Regions from separate parts of the Mus musculus genome. Here regions 2 and 3 are each linked to region 1. The links are chromatin contacts, called in public Hi-C maps. All regions are on one chromosome and are shown on one strand. The core of a region is the stretch at or near the end of the contact, and the rest is flanking DNA. Distances in the headings are between cores, read along the strand shown.

Evidence for each region. Hi-C and Micro-C count contacts between places; a contact is called where the count stands out from the background.
Region 2: a contact with region 1 is called in a Hi-C map of uterus, with 1.8 times the contacts expected there. The contact joins two enhancer-like sites. A contact is called at or near these places in 1 of 15 datasets of contacts at CTCF or cohesin (the NIH/3T3 cell line), 2 of 484 Hi-C or Micro-C datasets (nephron progenitors and uterus) and 1 of 115 datasets of contacts at active chromatin or transcription factors (fibro-adipogenic progenitors).
Region 3: a contact with region 1 is called in a Hi-C map of uterus, with 2.1 times the contacts expected there. The contact joins two enhancer-like sites. A contact is called at or near these places in 3 of 484 Hi-C or Micro-C datasets (neural progenitor cells, uterus and ventral hippocampal neurons) and 2 of 115 datasets of contacts at active chromatin or transcription factors (CD8 T cells and microglia).

The regions. Positions count from the first base shown.
Region 1 is chr10:13,915,545-13,918,596 of GRCm38.p6, reverse strand. No RefSeq gene overlaps it. Among named protein-coding and RNA genes, the nearest start is that of Gm22995, 28 kb to the right of the region's middle. Within about 2 kb of position 1,451, at least 51 of the 459 cell types and tissues checked have an H3K27ac peak or open chromatin away from gene starts, as enhancers often do. A contact at or near this core is called in neural progenitor cells and uterus, where this site is marked.
Region 2 is chr10:13,666,234-13,669,285 of GRCm38.p6, reverse strand. The region is part of intron 4 of Aig1 (androgen-induced 1); the gene reads left to right. Among named protein-coding and RNA genes, the nearest start is that of Pex3, 110 kb to the right of the region's middle. Within about 2 kb of position 1,660, at least 40 of the 459 cell types and tissues checked have an H3K27ac peak or open chromatin away from gene starts, as enhancers often do. A contact at or near this core is called in uterus, where this site is marked.
Region 3 is chr10:14,047,112-14,050,163 of GRCm38.p6, reverse strand. All of the region lies in intron 1 of Hivep2 (human immunodeficiency virus type I enhancer binding protein 2), which reads right to left. Among named protein-coding and RNA genes, the nearest start is that of Gm51759, 79 kb to the left of the region's middle. Within about 2 kb of position 1,478, at least 107 of the 459 cell types and tissues checked have an H3K27ac peak or open chromatin away from gene starts, as enhancers often do. A contact at or near this core is called in neural progenitor cells and uterus, where this site is marked.

The DNA of each region.
Region 1 (3,052 bases), core at 202-2,701:
GAGGCAAGAAGTTGGAAATAAAGATTTCAGAGGAGAGATTCTTCCTAGAAGCAATGAAGAAAAACGCATTTGCTGCCTCTCTGCTTACCCTGGGGATAAAATCCCTACTGCAAGGACTATAATAATTTTAAAAATGGAAAACAAGAGTGAGCCACACATCTGTGTACTTTGCTCATGGAATTATAAGCTGATGAGGCTACCGTGGAACCGGTTTGCCATATCTTATAAATATGTGATCATCATGTGATCTTGCAGTTAGTCTGGTAGGTATACACCCAAAAGAACTGAAAACATGTCCGCACAGGAAAAAAAATGTATGCTTGTGTTCTCAGTGGTTCTGTATGACGACTGGCGATCCTTGGCCTTCCCTGGCTTGTGGCCGAATCACTCTAGTCTTGTTTCTGTTTCTATCACCCTGTCTTCTGTACCATCTCTTCTCTCACATACTATTTGGTATAGGCCCAGTGGAATCAAGGATTCTCTCCCTTGACATTGCTAATCTATCCTGAAGACCCTTTTTCTGAATAGCTGCCCTCGGGTCTCCAGTGGATATGTACCATCCCCTGGGCTCTAGATTCACACTCACACATCTCAGTGGTTATGTCTGAGAGCTATGATAGTTGTTTCACATGGTTTATTATATTTTCAAATGATCAGTGCATATTCTTTTCCCCAGAGCAAAGAGTAGATACATTTTTACTAAATAGATTACTCAGGGGTTTAAAAAAAAAAAGGACATTTTTCAAGCACTATTAGGAAAATGTCATTTGGTAGAGTCTTTGCTGGTTATTTGACAACTTAATCATGAAGATATTTTTACTCTTGCACAAATATGCATATCCAGTGGCACCTATTGTAGTATTGTTTGTGAGGGCAAAAAATGTGAAAAATGATTATTTCTGAGATCTGTTTGCCCCTCTACAGTTTCCTTGTGGACCTAATGAAAAGTAGACATAGACCTGTGTTCTGTAACCTCTGAAAAGAAGGAAGGATCCAGGTTGTCGCAGATCGGTAGTGACTAGAAATCAAAATACGTTCATTGCACGATAAATGCAACAAGCTAAAAAACGGTCGTTGTAATGTGATGTCTTTTAAAATTAATGTTTTTATATACACAAGGAAAAATCCCAAAGCAAAAGATGTAAGCAGTAATTAATTTTGAGCGATGGAATTGTAGAATTGTCTTTTCTTGCTTTTTGCATCTTTACACTGTAGGAACATTTTACAACGAACATCTATTATTTCTATTATAAAGGGGAAAACAATGAAGTTTTTTTTTAAGAACGGAAAAAAAAAGAGAGAGAAAGAATGAAAAATCCCATAGAGAGTGGCATTGTTCCAGGCTGGGTCTCGGGCCAAGATTCCGACTCTGCCGCACAGCAGTGGACAGGACCTCCCTCCGCTGGAGCCTGTGAATAGCTTGATTGACATTCTCTACCCAGACCGGGCTTTCATGCATCTGGCACGGCTCAGCTGGGAACCCCCTTGAAATTTCCAGGCAGGGGCCTCTTGGCTGTGTGTGTGGTACTGACCATCTCTTCGTTTTCTGTTCAGTCACAGAGCCAAGAATGTTCCTGCTATGGAACCAAACTCTGCTCCTCTCGTTACTTCCTTCTTGTTTGGCCTTCAGGAGGCTACTTAGCCTCTGCAGGCTGCCCAACTCAGGCCCAGTTTCTGAAATGGAGTTCAGAAGCACATTACATCCCTTCAGCAACACTGAAGCATCTTGGGTCCCAATAAATGTCAAACAAAACCCCCATCACACCTACCACATCTTATCCCACTCTGTCCACATTCCCTGCTGACAGGCGATGGCGACATGGCTCTCAATGAGTACTTTGTCATCCCTTTTCCAACATATAAGCAATCAAACAGAAGATTGTTGTTGTTGTTGTTATCAAGATAACAAAACTGCTGAGTTTGATTTCTTACTAATCCCGTCTCCAGGAGTGCAGCGGTTCCAAAGCTTGCCAGAAAGGTCCAGACAGAATAAATCAAACCACCAGCAACAACAACCTGTTTTGCAGCCCGTCTAACTTGTCAATGTTCCAGAGCTGATTTGTATCCATTAAAAAAAGTGTTCATATTATGTGAGGGCAGAAGAGGTGCCCACCCTACTGCCAAACCTTCCCATTCAAGACTGCTCTTTATTTTATTTGAATTTGATCACATTTTTCATGAAAACTATCATCCTGATCATGGTACCTCTGAGGCTAGTTTCAATCCTGGATTTCTCCAAGCTGAGCATGTCCACCATCCACCCTTGTCATTGTTAGAGGTTGATGTTGACTTAGCTAATAAATAGAGCCCCTCCCCCCCTATCGACTACCTTCTCTAGAATACTAATCCTTTGCATTTACATCAGGAAACTCATTGGTGACCTGCTAGAAACCATTTCCCTCTATTTCTTTTAGAGTTTTTGTTTTGTTTTGTTTGTTTTTGTTTGTTTTGGTTTTAGTGCATTATATTGATTTTTTAAAATGATGTCTAGATAGATTGTAGTAGCTGTCTCTTTCATTTCAGGACTATACAAGAAGTATTATCTGGCAGTGGTGGTTCATACCTTTAATCCCAGCACAGGAGGTTGAGGAAGGGGAATCTCTGAGTCCAAGGTCAGCTTGGTCCACAAAGTTCCAGAGCTACACAGTGAAACCCTGTTTTGTATCTGTCCTCCCCCACCCCCGACAAAAGCATTATAAATTATTTATGATTAAGTAGAAGGCACGACAGTCTGAGAAACAGCCTAGGAACTCATAAATATTTTCACTTGCAGCAGAGATTCTGGAAGGGAACATGTCTCATCTGATGTCAAGTAGCTTCGGCAATTGCTTTCACTTGCACACCAGCAACCCTAACAAGAGTGCAAGTATCTCACTCTACTTATTACTGTGGGATCACAGGCATTCAGGACAGAGCAGGCAACACCGGTCCCTCTGGAGCCAGAGTCTGAGAGGCAGCAAGGTCCAGGATAACTTGTATGAGAAAAGGGCTTTTATCCAGTAAGAGAAATCAAGTAATCTTGCTGCCCTTTCCAGTTTATCAAGCTGGAAGG
Region 2 (3,052 bases), core at 411-2,910, 250 kb after region 1:
GTGTCACTCCCTGATTGGCTGCAGCCCATCGGCCGAGTTGTCGTCACGGGGAAGGCAGAGCACATGGGGTGGAGAACTACCCTTGGCACATACGCAGATTATTTGTTTACCACTTAGAACACAGGATGTCAGCGCCATCTTGTAACGGCGAATGTGAGGGCGGCTCCCCACACACGTGGTGATAGACTTGAACAGCACTGGAGATCTGTGGACCTCAGAGTGTCCTATCCCACACCAACAGAGCACCTTTTTCAAAAAACAATTTTATTTGCTTTTAACAGTTTCTCTCCTTATAGAAAATTTCAATGGCTTCAGCCCCAACCTCCTCCCATTACCATCTTTCCATTACTTTCCATCTACATTAGTTAGGGTTTCTATCTCTGTGATAAAACACCATGACATCTTAAAAATAACTTGTAGAAGAAAGGCTTTAGTTTATATGTCTAAGACAAGAACTTAGAGGCAGGAGGTGAAGCAGAAGCTATGGAGGAGTGCTCCCTTTTGGCTTGCTCCCTGTGTCTTACTCAATAGCACCCAAGGGCAACACCACTCCCAATGAGGTGGGCCTTCCCATATCAATCACCAATTGAGAACACAGAGCACAGCCTTACCCACAGGCCAATTCAGTAGGGGCATTTCCTCAGTTGAGATTTCCTCTTAAAAGACTCTAACTTGTATCAAGTTGACATAAAACTAACCAAGACACTACCCAACTATAAGGTTAATTATTTTCTTCTTCTTCCTCCTCCTCCTCCTCCTCCTCCTCCTTCTCTTCTTTTCCCATCAGTTTTACTTTGTGATGCCCAGCTGTCCTAGGAATTGGGCTTACCCAATTCTTAGTAGGGTGTGTGATCACCCTACTAAGAGTCATATCACTAAAGAACACAATGTGTGTTTGCACAGCAACTGTCAAATGCCCAGAGTTCCTCAGCTCTGGGAATGCAGTATACTCTTTAAAAAATAAATATATGACAAAGGCTTGAAGCAAAAGCTGAAAGAATTAGATGTGACTTGGCTTGAGGGGCAGGGCCAGGTGTGATGAGGCAGCTAAGGGCTGCAATTCTTGAGGCAGGGTGTTGTGACTTCTTTAAACATAAAGCTTTTAGAGCTTTTGAACATTTAATTCAGAGTAACAAACAAACATTAAACTTTAGAAAGAACACATATCAATGTTCTAAGGCTGTCCTGAGCAGTGGTTCGAGTGTAGTGTGTCACTTCAGGGCCGTGTAGCTCTGAGTCTGGGACCGTCAGTTCTGGTCATGGGCCACATCTACACCATGAACTGCTGTGTTCCCATCTCTGACACCACTTAGGCCTGGTCCATGTATGTTGAGTGGAAAATGAATAAACAGAAGCAAAACTGTGATAATAGCAGAGATGTTTTCACACAGGGCACTACTTAAATCAGGAGCTCCAGAAGTGGCCAGAGAGATGTGGGATGGGACAGACAGTCGGGAAGACAATGAGGAATTGTTAGTTGTCCCAATGAAAAGCATTGCATGCCTTGGAGGGCCAGAATAGTAAGTGAAGTCACTTTCTGCAAAAGTGTGGAAAACTATGATATCTGCTGTGGAATTCAGGCAGTTCCTCCTCGCCTCCCAGTTTGAATGTGTGGCTTTCTCTCAGCAGCCAACTCCGATGATCACATGGATCGTAATGGTCCCTTGCTGAGTCCCCGCCTCCCTCCTGAAAGAACACATGTTCCCTCCGGTGTTCAATGTGTCAGCTTGATGTTTGGCACCTGTGTGCTTTGAGAAGTTCCAAGTGATTAAAGTTAAGGAAAACCAGCCATGAGTTTTATTGAGGGAAATTCAGATTGAATTCTCTCCAGGAAAACATCACCATAAAATCAGGTAGGTTGGAGAGAGTAGTTCTCAGTGGAAACGAATCACTTGCAACTGGTTTAGGCATGTGTCGGGAGATGTGCTAAAGGAAAACTCTCTGAAGTTGATTATTGGCCTGCCTTCGTGGATAAATCACTCAGAGATTTGTGATTTAGAACCAGGAAGAAAACACATTCCCTCATGACCTCATGACGGAATTCATTCCGAAAGGCTTGCACAATTTGCCTGTTCCCTAGGGATGGGTGGAGGGACTTGTAACCTTGAAAATATTCTTGTATGGAGTACAGGAAAATGTTATATACTTCCACATGAAGAGTAACACTGGAAAAGCTTTTGTTGCTGCTTATTTGATTTGCTCAGATATTTAAAAAAAAAAAACTTTAATGTCAGCTGATGATGCTAATAGCTAATTATCTGCCAGTTACATCACTAATTATGTACTTAGTCCTCTATCTCTGCTGTGTTCTCTGTTCTTGCTGTCAACTTCTACCTCATTCACATAGTTTAGATCATATTTTCAGCCAGTGTTGAAACTACCCTACTAACCTGGAAACGGGATCAAAAACATTCCCTAATGTTCAAGGTGATTCAAGAATAGATGAATGAACTAGAAGTTTTCCCAAAGTATTAAAGACTTAGCTACATACACAGGGCTATGTAACTTGTGAGACCCAAATGAAAGATATTAGGAGGGCCCTTTGTTAAAATAAATGATTAACAATTAAAAAATGGTGACTGTGGATCATTAATTCAAGTCTAGGACCCTTCAGAGCCCTGAGTACAGTGTGACACGTGGCACACACACCCAGAAAGCCTACTCGGGATCTGTGGGACTAGCTTCACTGAAAATAACTAAGAAATCTCTAGTGAATAATAAATTATGACTATGTCTTAAGATATGACCACCTAATGTATAACATTACATTAGGCTTCAGCAGTTCTATTTGTAAGCTAAATTGTATTTCAACATAACTCTGCATGGTGTTTGCAAACAGATGCATTTTCTAGCACTGCTAATACCTAGAATTAGAAAACGTTTGAGCCCATTTTCCATGTAAGCAAGAATCTTTTCAGAATCTGAGTCTCTGCTACCTATTCAATAGCAAGTCTAGGCAAACTCACCACATCACGATCTCATAACTACACCTACGTACCCACTATTGTTTACCCCACAAGTGGAGACTCATGGGCTAAACAAATGACTGAGT
Region 3 (3,052 bases), core at 229-2,728, 130 kb before region 1:
CTGATTCATTCAACAAACAGACGTACAGTGCTGTGTGGCATGGTTCTGATGCCCACAGATCTCCGAACTACTGAAAACCAACTGTGACTGGTTGGTCCCATAACAAAGGACACACAGTGTCTGGATATTATTTAATGGCATGCTCTCTGAAATTCAAGACCGGAAGCCCCCAGAATAGGAAGTGTCCACCAGGCTAATATTTCATTTCTAACACTATCCAATGTCTCGGGGCAGCCTGAACCCAACTTTAAAATCATCAGTAAGGTGTTCTAGAAACTTTCCAAAGGAAGTAACTGGCTCAGCACTCTCACAGTCTCGCTTTGTCAACTGTGCCTGTCTACAGTGTCCATCTTGACAACTTTAGAGGGAAGGGAGAATGCACACAGGATAACGGGAACTCAGACCGTCTAGGGTCCAGGAGGAGGGGTCTCCTGGTGTGACACACTGGAGATTCCCATTTTCATCATTTGACGTACAAACAAGGACTTGGGGGTTTTGTGCTTCTCTTGTAACTAACCTTTTCTTAGTTTCATCACAAATTTGTACAGCATAGGTGGTCTGCTTTCTTTCTCTTTAAAGCTGAACTTGTCTGGTTATTTCTTACAGTCATTGGTCGTTGGGATCTCTATTCACAGTGACTATTCTTTTCTTCTCTTGGCAGACTGTGCATTTGGTAAAGATTGTGCTCCATGGCATGTCCAAATGGGATCGGAGGAAATATTTGCACGCTTCCTCTATTCCTTAGAAGAGGAGCAAGCCACAGCTGTTTCAATCTGTCAGCTCTCTAAGCCTGGGATGAAGGGGAAGGCTCTGCCCCACAGAAGCAGGAACTCTGACCTCGCTACCAAGAGCATCTCCCTGTAGCATTATGGAAAGCCTCACTTGTAATGGGTACCAGCTGGTCTATGCCACCTGCTCGCCTGTCTCTCATCTCCTCATCTTATTTAAAAAGAGTCACATTCCCCAAGTTCACTTTTATATCTAGCATTGGAAATCTGGACTGTTTCCCCTCTAGACGAATGTCACAAATGGTAACTGGCACTCGAAGCTACCCCTCCTAACGCTTACATAACCGGATTTAGAATTAGCCTAAGGCAATGTAATAAGAGTACCACAGAAACTGCCAACCGCGGATGGCACAGTTTCTTGCCAGATCGCCAAACTGAGGACTTGAGTCAATAGTGTATAAAACAGTCTTCCCCAACATAGGCCACAAAAGACCAGGAAGAACTATCAAATAAGCAAACATGTAAGAATAGCAAGACGCATTGTCTGGAGGCGTACACAGTGACCTGGCACTGCACTGACAGGGACACTCTCAATGGCTCCCGTCTTTGTCAGAGGCAGCAAGGTTGGTCCAGTTACTGGCAGCCACAGGGGGAAGAAAATTGAAAAGAAGAGACAGAAGAATTAAGTGAGTCAGAAGCATGGGCAGTCCTTGAGAAGGAAGTCCCAGCCTTTGGGAGAGGGGGAGAGGGAATTCCTGCCACAAGCCAGCAGGGGAAGTCCCCTGATAGGGATTGCTACTCACACAGTCACAGACTAGGAACTGGAATACTCACTATTTAGAAACTTAACTCTCCCCACCCTTGCGTTCCTACTTGGATCTTAAGTTCAGGCTTTGTGCTGCTGATAAACGTCTGGTTGGGGCTGGCAGATGCACAGGCTTCAGATTTCTTGATAGCCTATGGAGGCTTACAAGTGCAGACATTTTGCCTCCCAGGGGACATTGAGCAAGGGGCTCCTTCTGACTGTTAAGATTGGCAGGAGAGTAGGGTTGGGCTACTGTCATCCACTGGGTGGAGGACAGGGATGTTGGGAAATATTTTGCAATGCACAAGACAATCTCCCTACTGCAAGGAGTATCAACTCCACCATAAAGATATCACGCTTAGCAAAAAAAAAGGCCAGCCAAAACCAACGTACTGTTCAGACTCATCAAAGCGTGATACCTGATCTTTAATTAAGGATATGAAATTAAGGAGGCTGGCAGAGTACTCATCAATGTGGTGTCACCTGGATAAAAGTGAAGTTTTCTCTGGCAGGAACTCGGCATTCCTATGTACAGAGAAAGCACACCACAGCTGCTTCTTAAGTGTGTCCATAGACAACAACTGTGTTCCTCAGCCAGCTTCAAATGACAACCAGGAGCAGGAAGCAAACTCCAGACGGGCTGGATTACAGCCAGTCAGTATTAAAGCAATTAATTCTCCCCAGCAAAGGTCTTCCTGGGCCACTCTGCCACAAATGGCTACCTGACCCAGGCAGAGAATGTCAGCTCTCCCTGACCCCCTGTCTCTAGCTGAGAGTAGGTCACCTCCAACTTCCTTCACCAAGTCTCATCCAGCAGGAGGGGGCCTGCTTCCTTCTCACAGATAAGGAGGCAAGGATATGGATCCCAAGAAAGAAAATGAAAGTGAGCCGGGAACCAGGCTCCTACCATCTGCAAGGCAAGACTGCAGAGCCAGCCATCCCCTCCACCCTGACAGACAATGAATTATCCCACCCCCTCCACCCCTGCCAGAGAGTGAGCTATTCCACCCACCCCTGCACCCCTGCCAGACAATGGGCTATACCACCCACCCCCTTGACACCTCCACTCCTGCCATTGAATTATCCCACTCTCTCCACCCCTCATAACCCCTCCACTCCTGCCAGGCAGAGGGCTATCCCATCTACCCCCTCCACCTCTACCAGGCAGTGAGCTAACCCACTCACCCCCTCCACCTCTGCCAGACTGTGAATTATCCCTCTACACCTGCTCAATAAAGTCTCACACTTGAGAGAAAGGGTAACAGCAAGATAAGTTTGTGGTCAAATGATACAAAACTTTTGTGTTTACTGATCCTTTGGTGGGGAGCCCAGTATTGGGAATGACAGATGGGGACACTTTGCTCACACTATGCTAAGAAAAACAAAAGACATTTTCCTAAGAGTTCTCCTGAGTACTTTTTTTCTTTAAAAGAAATGTCTTTAATTTTAATTATGTATGTGCATGGCTGAGTGTGCAGATATGAGTGAGTGTAGTGCCCACTGAGGCCAGAAGAGGGCG